Linked DNA regions of Zea mays: regions 1 and 3 are each linked to region 2. Evidence: chromatin contacts called from public Hi-C data. All regions are on one chromosome and are shown on one strand. The core of a region is the stretch at or near the end of the contact, and the rest is flanking DNA. Distances in the headings are between cores, read along the strand shown.

Region 1 (2,700 bases), core at 68-2,567, 220 kb before region 2:
CGCCGGCTGCCACCGCCACTTCTGGTACGAGTCGTCGCGCCGCCCGTTGCGCATGCAGGTCACCTGCTCCGTCAGGAACTCGCACTCGCCCTCCTTGTACACCGGCGCGCTCACCTCGTCGTACACCCAGCTGCCCCGGTACAGGTCGCACGTCTGCGGCACGCTCACCACGCCGCGCAGCGCGGCGGTGGCCGCCGCCGCCTTCGCCGACGCGGCCTTCTCAGCGACCTCCTCGTCAGCGCGCCGCTGGGCCTCGTCGGCCCCGCCTCGGCCCCCCGTCACCGTCGGGAGCGTCACGTCCCGCTCCTTCTCCTGCCCCACGTCCACCGCGTTGGCCTTGGCGCTGGCCTTCGCGGCGGCCGCCAGCACGCTGCTAGTGTTGACGACGGGCGGCGCCTCGACCTCGAGGACGCGCACGATCACCTCCTCCCCGCGCTTGGCCAGGGTGTTCACGGCGGCGTGCGCCGCGGCCTCGGCCTCCTGCAGGAGGTGCAGGTCGGGGGACTTGGCGCGGATGGCGCCGGAGCTGAACTGGAAGTCGGTGATGGACTTGATGTCCTCGTTGTAGAGGAACGTCGCGAAGACGAAGAGCGCGAACACCACCGCGGCCAGCGACAGCGGCGCGCCGTTCTTGCGCGCCGCCACGCCGGCTCCCAGCGCCGCCTGCTTCATCGCGAACGGCGCGGACGCGAACACCGACTTGCGCCGCTGCTGCATCTCCGCAGCTCCCAGCTGGTGTGTGTGTGTGTGACTGTGTGGCCGCCGCGCTTTATATTGTACAAACTTACCGGTCACCGTCCCACGCCGCCACCGCCACGGACTCGATCGACGCTCCCGACCCGAGGTGGCGTGCGCACCGGCGAAAGGTCAGTCGGGAGAGTGAAAAGAAATTCGGCTTCCTCTTCTTCCTCACTCTGATCTGTAGCCTGTTCGCAATGGAACGGAGGTCGTCGCTTAGCTTAATAAGCCTGCTCGCAGTCGCAGCTCTTGCTTGCTTGCTGCGGCTGCGGCTGCGTGCCTAGCTCCACTGTCCTTCTCGACGGCCCGGCTGCTCCCTATATATGACGCCGACGATCACTTTACGAGTTTGGTGTCCTTGTGTTGGATGAGTGCCTTTCTTTTGCTTCGCTTTGGTATGTTTGGTTGGGTTCGCCTGCTTTCTTCTTTTATGGTTGCAGGATCTCTTCCTCCACCAACACTCCTAACAACAATCTCTATTTTCTAGCGCGCGCTAGGATTTGGCTCCCTCCCTCTTCCTTCACCTTCTCCTAATCTCCTTCTCCTTCTTTGGTGTTATAGAGAAAGAGACAACGAGACTGGCCTACTACTGGTACTGGGGGAGGGTGGGGATGGCGAATGAGTAGCATGCAAGCTTGCAAAGCTTCCATATGGGGTTTGGAGGGTAAGCTGCTGCTGTACATGCATGTAACCGCAACAGCAACGTGTTTCAGTGTGTTCTATACTTCTACCCCGGCACACCCATCCCCCATATCTAGAGATGGCAATGGGTACCCGCAACCCGATACCCGATGGGTATTTACTCTATTAGGGTATGTATGTGGGCTAAATATTTTACCCGTGGGTCTATTATTGGGCAAAAATCTTCACCCAATGGGTAAACGGGTATTAGAATATTCCACCTTCACCCATACCCATTAACCCGTGGGTATAAAATACCCAATATAAACTTAACCCAATCATGAACTTGGACTTTAGTCATCCATCTTTTTTACTATTTAACGACCTTTTAGGCCATATTGTCATAGAAGGCTTAACGACAATTTAATGACCATGTAATGGAACATGTAATGTGCTATATAGTACTGTCCTAGTGTTACTATTTTATCCAATTATCTTTGGTGTGTTGAATGGATGGTTAAATGATGCTATAAATTTTGTGATGGTATTTAGATGGATATACTTAACATTTGTATAATATAATATTTTAATAGATGTTTAATTTTTGTGGGTACGGGTGACCCGATGGGTGACCCATACCCACATGGGTATGGGTATGGGGGTAAATCCATACCCACCAGTGTATATGGGTGACCCGATGGGGTTATTTTTTTTGTCGTGTGTATGGGTATGAGGTAGTAATACCCGGTGAGTATTTACCCATTGCCATCTCTACCCATATCGCCTTAGCTTTCTTGCCTACTTGGTGTGTACGTATGTATTCCAGTATTCAGTTGTTGCTTGTTCTCCATACTTTTTTTCTCTCTCTCTCTCTCTCATTTTCATCTTGGGTACGGGATATGGATGCAGGTATGGCCGTATTTTTTTGTAGTATGGTCGCGAGGATGTATTGGTTTACGGGATCATAGAGTGGGTGGACGGTGGCTGTCGCGGCGGCTGGGGTGGGAACGAGGCAAACGAGCTAGCGTCGAGATGGCGAGATAGGCAAGCAATGGCGACTCGACTGAAGCAGACCAGGGCGGTTCACCGGCTGGGGCCTGGGAGTGGTTCCGTCACTGTCACTGCCCCCTTTCGTTTTCGTTTTCGTTTTCTTCTTTTGGAATATATGCCATGTATGTACATCCGCGTACTTCTCAGTATAACATCAGTAACGTTGATAAAATTGGCGTGAATAATATGAGCACGATGTGCCAGCTTCATTGTGTTCAAGTTACACTACTGCTACAGAGCTTTGATAGTGTGGCGTTGGTGCAGCGAAAACACTGTTGACAAGCTCTGCTA
Region 2 (2,845 bases), core at 315-2,814:
CTCAGGCACATGATTGCGGTTGCTCAACCTCCTCAACTCATCGGCACAGACTTGCATCTATCTAATGGCGTCTAAAAGACAAGCCCAAACTTGATTTAATCAATGCGCCTACAACAAAAAAACGAAGAATATGATTCACTGGCACATTAGTTAATGACTATCATTGCTCAAGTTCACTAATCAGTACAACAATGACATATGAAACTCTAAGTTTAACTAATATATCTCTAAGTTTCATTGCCACTTGTCATGACCTTGTTTGTTGATCTATGAGTCTACAATACAACTAAGTTTATAATGTGTCACTAACAAAACAACAAAACAGTATTGTCAATTGACACCTATAATGTTACTGGCACTAAAACATATCGGGTCATGTGTGCTCAATGATCGATGGCGCGGACATAATTTGCTAGTGTCATAAAGAATGTTGCTCGTGTCGAGCGAGGCACCCACAGTGGTTGTGCCCCTACTCCCATCCATCGTACTAGCCCCATTTGCATCTTCCGCAGCAACACTCTCTGAGCGAGGCACCCACAGTGGTTGTTCCCATGTACAAGTGATGCGCTTTAAATGATTGGGGTTGTTGAAATGATAAATTTGACATCCTCGTTTAACAAGTCTGAAAATGATTTGAGGAAAACAACCAATGTAATTCATACAGAATGAAAATATTAATAAAAAGAAAACCGGTGATTATTGAACTTTATCGTATAAATGAAACCAAATTTAAAGTTACAAGTAGTAACTAGAAAAGTGAAGTTAGCATAATTTAAAAATATTAAAAATTTGGTGTTGTTGGAGAGTAAGGTTGATTTTATTCCCAATATGTATTTAGCAATTTACTAAATCTGAGTTTATGTAGTTTTTTAAGGGAATTAATGGAGATGCTCTAAGGGCCGCCCATGGAGTATCTTGCTTAGCCGGAAGCCAATTATCGTCGTTGAAATTTCCTCCCCCGCAAGAAAACGTAATATCATTGTGATGATTTTAAAACTAGAAGGCGGATCCATCGAATCTTACCTACCATCTAAACTTACATCTCCGCATACATTAATCATATGCGAGGTGCTCAGCAGCGTTGTTTACATCATCGCACGCGACAAAAAACACACTCCACGAATGGTAATGTGCATCATCGCATCTCGCGGCAAATTAAAGGGCACGGCCGGCCATTGGTGAATCCTGCGGGGCCCGTCAGCCAGCCTTGGCCCACCAGCCGATCTATAGAGGACCTTTACCCCGGGACACTCATCTAGCCTTGGAACCTAGATCCGATGGCTAGCACCATGGCTGACGCGGGGTCGGGGCCCACGCTGACTCGGCCGGCGCAGCATCCCGAACGGATAAGCTCCTCCCGCGCACGGAGCTCGGCGAAGCGACACCCGCCGCGTGTCCAGGGAGCGCTCCCGCCGGGTCGCAGACGCGAGGTCCCGGAGCCGCGCGCCCCGCCTATAAAAAGGCAGCCATTCTCGCCTGGTTCCCGCATCCCAGCACGTCTCGTCTCCCTCCCAAAAAAAAAAAAAAAACTGCTCGGTTGCTGCTCCTGCTCCGCCGCGCCGGCATCATGTGTGGCATCTTAGCCGTGCTCGGTTGCTCCGACTGGTCTCAGGCAAAGAGGGCTCGCATCCTCGCCTGCTCCAGAAGGCAAGAGCACCCGTCCATCCATTGCACTTAGTTTCCTCCAGTCCACTACCCAACACCCTAGCAGAGTCTAGACTAGCTAGCATTTTACTAGTGTCAGTTCGTCCTCCGTCGGGCCGCGCGCCGAGGGATCTTTGATTCCTGGGAAGTGGGAACCAAGGGCTGGTTCACTGGTTGGTTGGTGTCGTTTTATTTTGCCTCTTCACCGGGGTCCCAGGAGGCTCTTCTCATAGGAATCATAAAGAATCGAACGGTAGAGACTAGCTCTGCTAGGGTGGGCCGTTCTGAAAATAAAGGAGCTAGCATAGCATGGGAACCTTCGTCGTCGTTCTCGCTGCTAGTAACCCCCCGCGTGTGTTTTTTTTTTTTTTGTGGTACTGATTACAATAGCGTTGCTCCGGTTAGTTGGTTATTAGTCGTTTGAGTTTTGACTGGCGGAGGACCTGCCTGACGATCCACGTGCCGTGCGCAGGTTGAAGCACAGGGGCCCCGACTGGTCGGGCCTCTACCAGCACGAGGGCAACTTCCTGGCGCAGCAGCGGCTCGCCGTCGTCTCCCCGCTGTCCGGCGACCAGCCGCTGTTCAACGAGGACCGCACCGTCGTGGTGGTGGTAAGAATACATGAACGCAAACAGTACAGATGAAATCCAACCGTCTTGTTTTGACGGCGGCACTATGCTGTACTGTCCTCACCATGCGCTGCTTGCTGCTTCTGTGTTCCAGGCCAATGGAGAGATCTACAACCACAAGAACGTCCGGAAGCAGTTCACCGGCACACACAACTTCAGCACGGGCAGTGACTGCGAGGTCATCATCCCCCTGGTGAGCCTGCTACCTGTATATGCTGATCGTTTCGGTACTCCAGCTAGCTGACAACCAAATTTCGCCTTCTCGCCATGTTCTCCACTCCAACACTACATGCACATGAAGAGAACAAACGCTGCACGACTGCTAGCTAGTAGTTGATGATTCCAACCCTCTTCTCTCTTGTCTGATCTAGTACGAGAAGTACGGCGAGAACTTCGTGGACATGCTGGACGGGGTGTTCGCGTTCGTGCTCTACGACACCCGCGACAGGACCTACGTGGCGGCGCGCGACGCCATCGGCGTCAACCCGCTCTACATCGGCTGGGGCAGTGACGGTAGGCGCTCCCGGGTCCCGGCCGGCCCATCTCTCTCTATACTAGAGCTAGCTTCTACA
Region 3 (2,700 bases), core at 199-2,698, 160 kb before region 2:
ACGTTCGGATGGCAAGGGCTTGTCAGCTTTACCGTTTGCTGAGGACGCACGTACGACGTTGCTGAGCCACAACGGCCCAAGTTAAATGCACAAGATGGCATCTTGTTTTCAGAGGAGAGAAGAAGCACCACCAATATATTAGAGAGGTTGAGAGACAGGATATGATGCACATGTATCTATCTCAACCCATACAAATATATGAAATTTAGTTTAAAATCCATACCAAACCTACATGGACTAAAGTTGATTCATGCGCATATCTAAATAAACGGCAATAACGTGGTCGGACGTCGTGACTTATCGCTCTCAGAAGCAGAAAAACATTAGGAGGCAGTACCGCTAAACATGCTACCAGCAGGTGGGAGGGGAGCTAGCACCTAGCAGCCCGCAGTACCAGTACCTCTCCGGCCGGCAGTTCAGTACGTCGTGGGGCATGCGGAGCAAGACGCCGCATGCAAGGGGCAAGTCAATAGCCGCAACCGCCACATCTGCCGCACTTCCGTTCCATTGTATTGTACGGAATGGAAGCTGTTGCAACCTAAGCCCACTAGCTGCCGCCGGAAGATTGGGCCCAATCGTCCAACTGCCAGTACTGTGCTGTGCCGGATTCGGATATCGACGGCCGTCTCGGGTCGGGTGGTACAGTAGCAGTTACTACTATAGCAGCTAACTGGGGAGAATTCATAAAATAGCACTGGTCTGTGAGGAGATTCAGTAAACAACACTGTGAATCCGAGTATTCACGAAATAGCACTGCAGGCAGCGGGAGCAGTCAGGAAAACGCATGCCTCATCCTATATCATCTCTTCAAAATAAAAAAAATTCATTCGTTTGCCAGACCAAATACACTACCCGCTGATAATATTTTTCTAGGAAGTATTCTCCGAAGAAGGATTTTTTTTTTTGTTAAAGGAAGACCAAGAGTATGTTGCAGGACCATCTACTACCACTACCCAATCAAACGCCTCTTTGTTCTATTAGAGGAAGAAAGGGCTGCATCATCAGTTGGGAAAAAAATGATGCTGTAGAAACATCATCAGCAATTTGGTATAATTGTGTGTGAAGAAGGAACTAGTGTTAAACATAGTGTCATTTTATAAATTCCGTTGGCAAAACCAGTGTTATTTTGTGAATACCCATTTTTTCAGTGCTGTTTTCTGAATCGTGCGTGAGATGAATGCTGTTTTCTGAATTTCCCCCAGCTAACTGAAGAAGCCAACGTCGCGTCGGCGTCGCATCCATAGGCCATAGCCGACATCTGTATGACAATTTGATAGGTTTTTCTTTTTATATTAAATAAACATATGTACAGACACCAGCACAAGTCTGTAGCAAACTGAAACCCCCGGAGGCCGGAGCAGAATGTTAGCATGCATGACTACTGCATGAGGGCAAGGAGCCAAGAATGCAGTCGTCCGCCTGCTAAAGAGGATTTGTTACCATCCGGCCCATACTGCCTTCTCGCGTTCTTGGGCCCAGCCGTGTGGTGGTGGTGTGTGTGGGTCATTGGGTCACCACCGGCCCAAGTTTTGCTCTTGGGCTCTTGGCACGTCAATATCTATATAATCTATGTAGATAAACCCACTAAAATTTATTAACGGATATTTCTCCTTTCACGCTAAGCCACGTGAAAGTATCTTAACATTACCAAATATCGCCTGGACAAAGACATCGCGCGAATGACCCGACACAAATTGATGGTGGGATGACCAGTGAAGAAGATGCGGTGTTGGCCTAATGGGAACGTGTACCACCTCTATCTGCATCCAAGAGTGTTGAGGTGATGTGTGACGAGTGGGTTCATGTAGTATGATAGAAACCAATCCCGAGGGATTTATTTGTTACAGTACTTATGTGTTCCAGATCTCGACTCTAGAACTTCCCTATAATATAAGTCATGATAAACTTGTTGTTGAGAATGTTGAATGGTGAACTAATGTTTAAACTTGTACCATACATGCTTCAAATATTTCAATGTATTATTCATATCTGGTGACTCCCTTTTGTTCATATAGGATTGACGTGGACAATTTTTTTTCCATGGTATGGATCCTAGTGCAACGGAAGGTTATGGGGCCATGGACAGCATCGAACTTGTGCAGTGGACGAAGAAGGAATGGGGTGGAGCAACTCAGCAGCATCGAGGGAGGAGGAGGAAGGAGCCTACGCTTACCGTTACAGCGGAACTCAGGGCCGACGACGACAGATTTGAACGTGACGCAGCCAGACGCCGTCCCTGCTCTCCTTCCCCCACGGCTGCTGCGCTCCTCCTCGTAATCTACGATTCTACGACGGCGCATCCAAGCTCGGAGCCCGTCCCTGTAGCGTGCGCTCAGATTTGGGGAAGACCAACGCGGAACGCTGACAACGAGGTGCGCCGGAGTGCTTTCGCGCGTGCCTCCGTTGGTCGGCAGTGGAGTCGTCAGTGACTCCGAGCTCGGGCAAGACGGCGTCGGCGTCGGCGCTCAGAGCCCGTTCCCCGTAGTGCGCGCTCGGATTTGGGGAGGACCGACGTGGAAGGCTAAGGTGCACCGGCATGCTTAAGCAAGACGGCGTCGGCGCTCGCGTGTCATTAGAGAACCTGTGCTTGATCACCGACGCGGGAGGAAACCGCTGCGCTATGCATCTGTAACCACTGCCGGAAGGCACCATGTTTTGCGCAACGCGTGCAGCGTGCATACGGCCGCGGATCCAACCTGT

The links. A called contact is a pair of places that touch in the nucleus more often than the background predicts.
Region 1: a contact with region 2 is called in a Hi-C map of leaf, with 4 times the contacts expected there. The contact joins the promoter of LOC103634496 here to the promoter of LOC100192350 in region 2. A contact is called at or near these places in 4 of 25 Hi-C or Micro-C datasets (ear and leaf).
Region 3: a Hi-C map of leaf shows a contact between it and region 2, with 10 times the contacts expected there. The contact joins the enhancer-like site here to the promoter of LOC100192350 in region 2. A contact is called at or near these places in 14 of 25 Hi-C or Micro-C datasets (bundle sheath, ear, endosperm and 5 more) and 1 of 3 datasets of contacts at active chromatin or transcription factors (leaf).

The regions. Positions count from the first base shown.
Region 1 is chr1:45,129,833-45,132,532 of Zm-B73-REFERENCE-NAM-5.0, reverse strand. It overlaps LOC103634496 (protein trichome birefringence-like 28), which reads right to left and starts at 1,317. Exons shown (of 3, transcript XM_008656289.4): 1 at 1-1,317. The coding sequence starts at 717.
Region 2 is chr1:44,911,325-44,914,169 of Zm-B73-REFERENCE-NAM-5.0, reverse strand. It overlaps LOC100192350 (asparagine synthetase 3), which reads left to right and starts at 1,564. Exons shown (of 10, transcript NM_001137542.1): 1 at 1,564-1,647; 2 at 2,117-2,255; 3 at 2,368-2,466; 4 at 2,645-2,786. The coding sequence starts at 1,568.
Region 3 is chr1:45,067,954-45,070,653 of Zm-B73-REFERENCE-NAM-5.0, reverse strand. No RefSeq gene overlaps it. Among protein-coding and RNA genes, the nearest start is that of LOC109943615, 53 kb to the right of the region's middle. Within about 2 kb of position 1,448, at least 20 of the 20 cell types and tissues checked have an H3K27ac peak or open chromatin away from gene starts, as enhancers often do. A contact at or near this core is called in bundle sheath, ear, endosperm and 4 more, where this site is marked.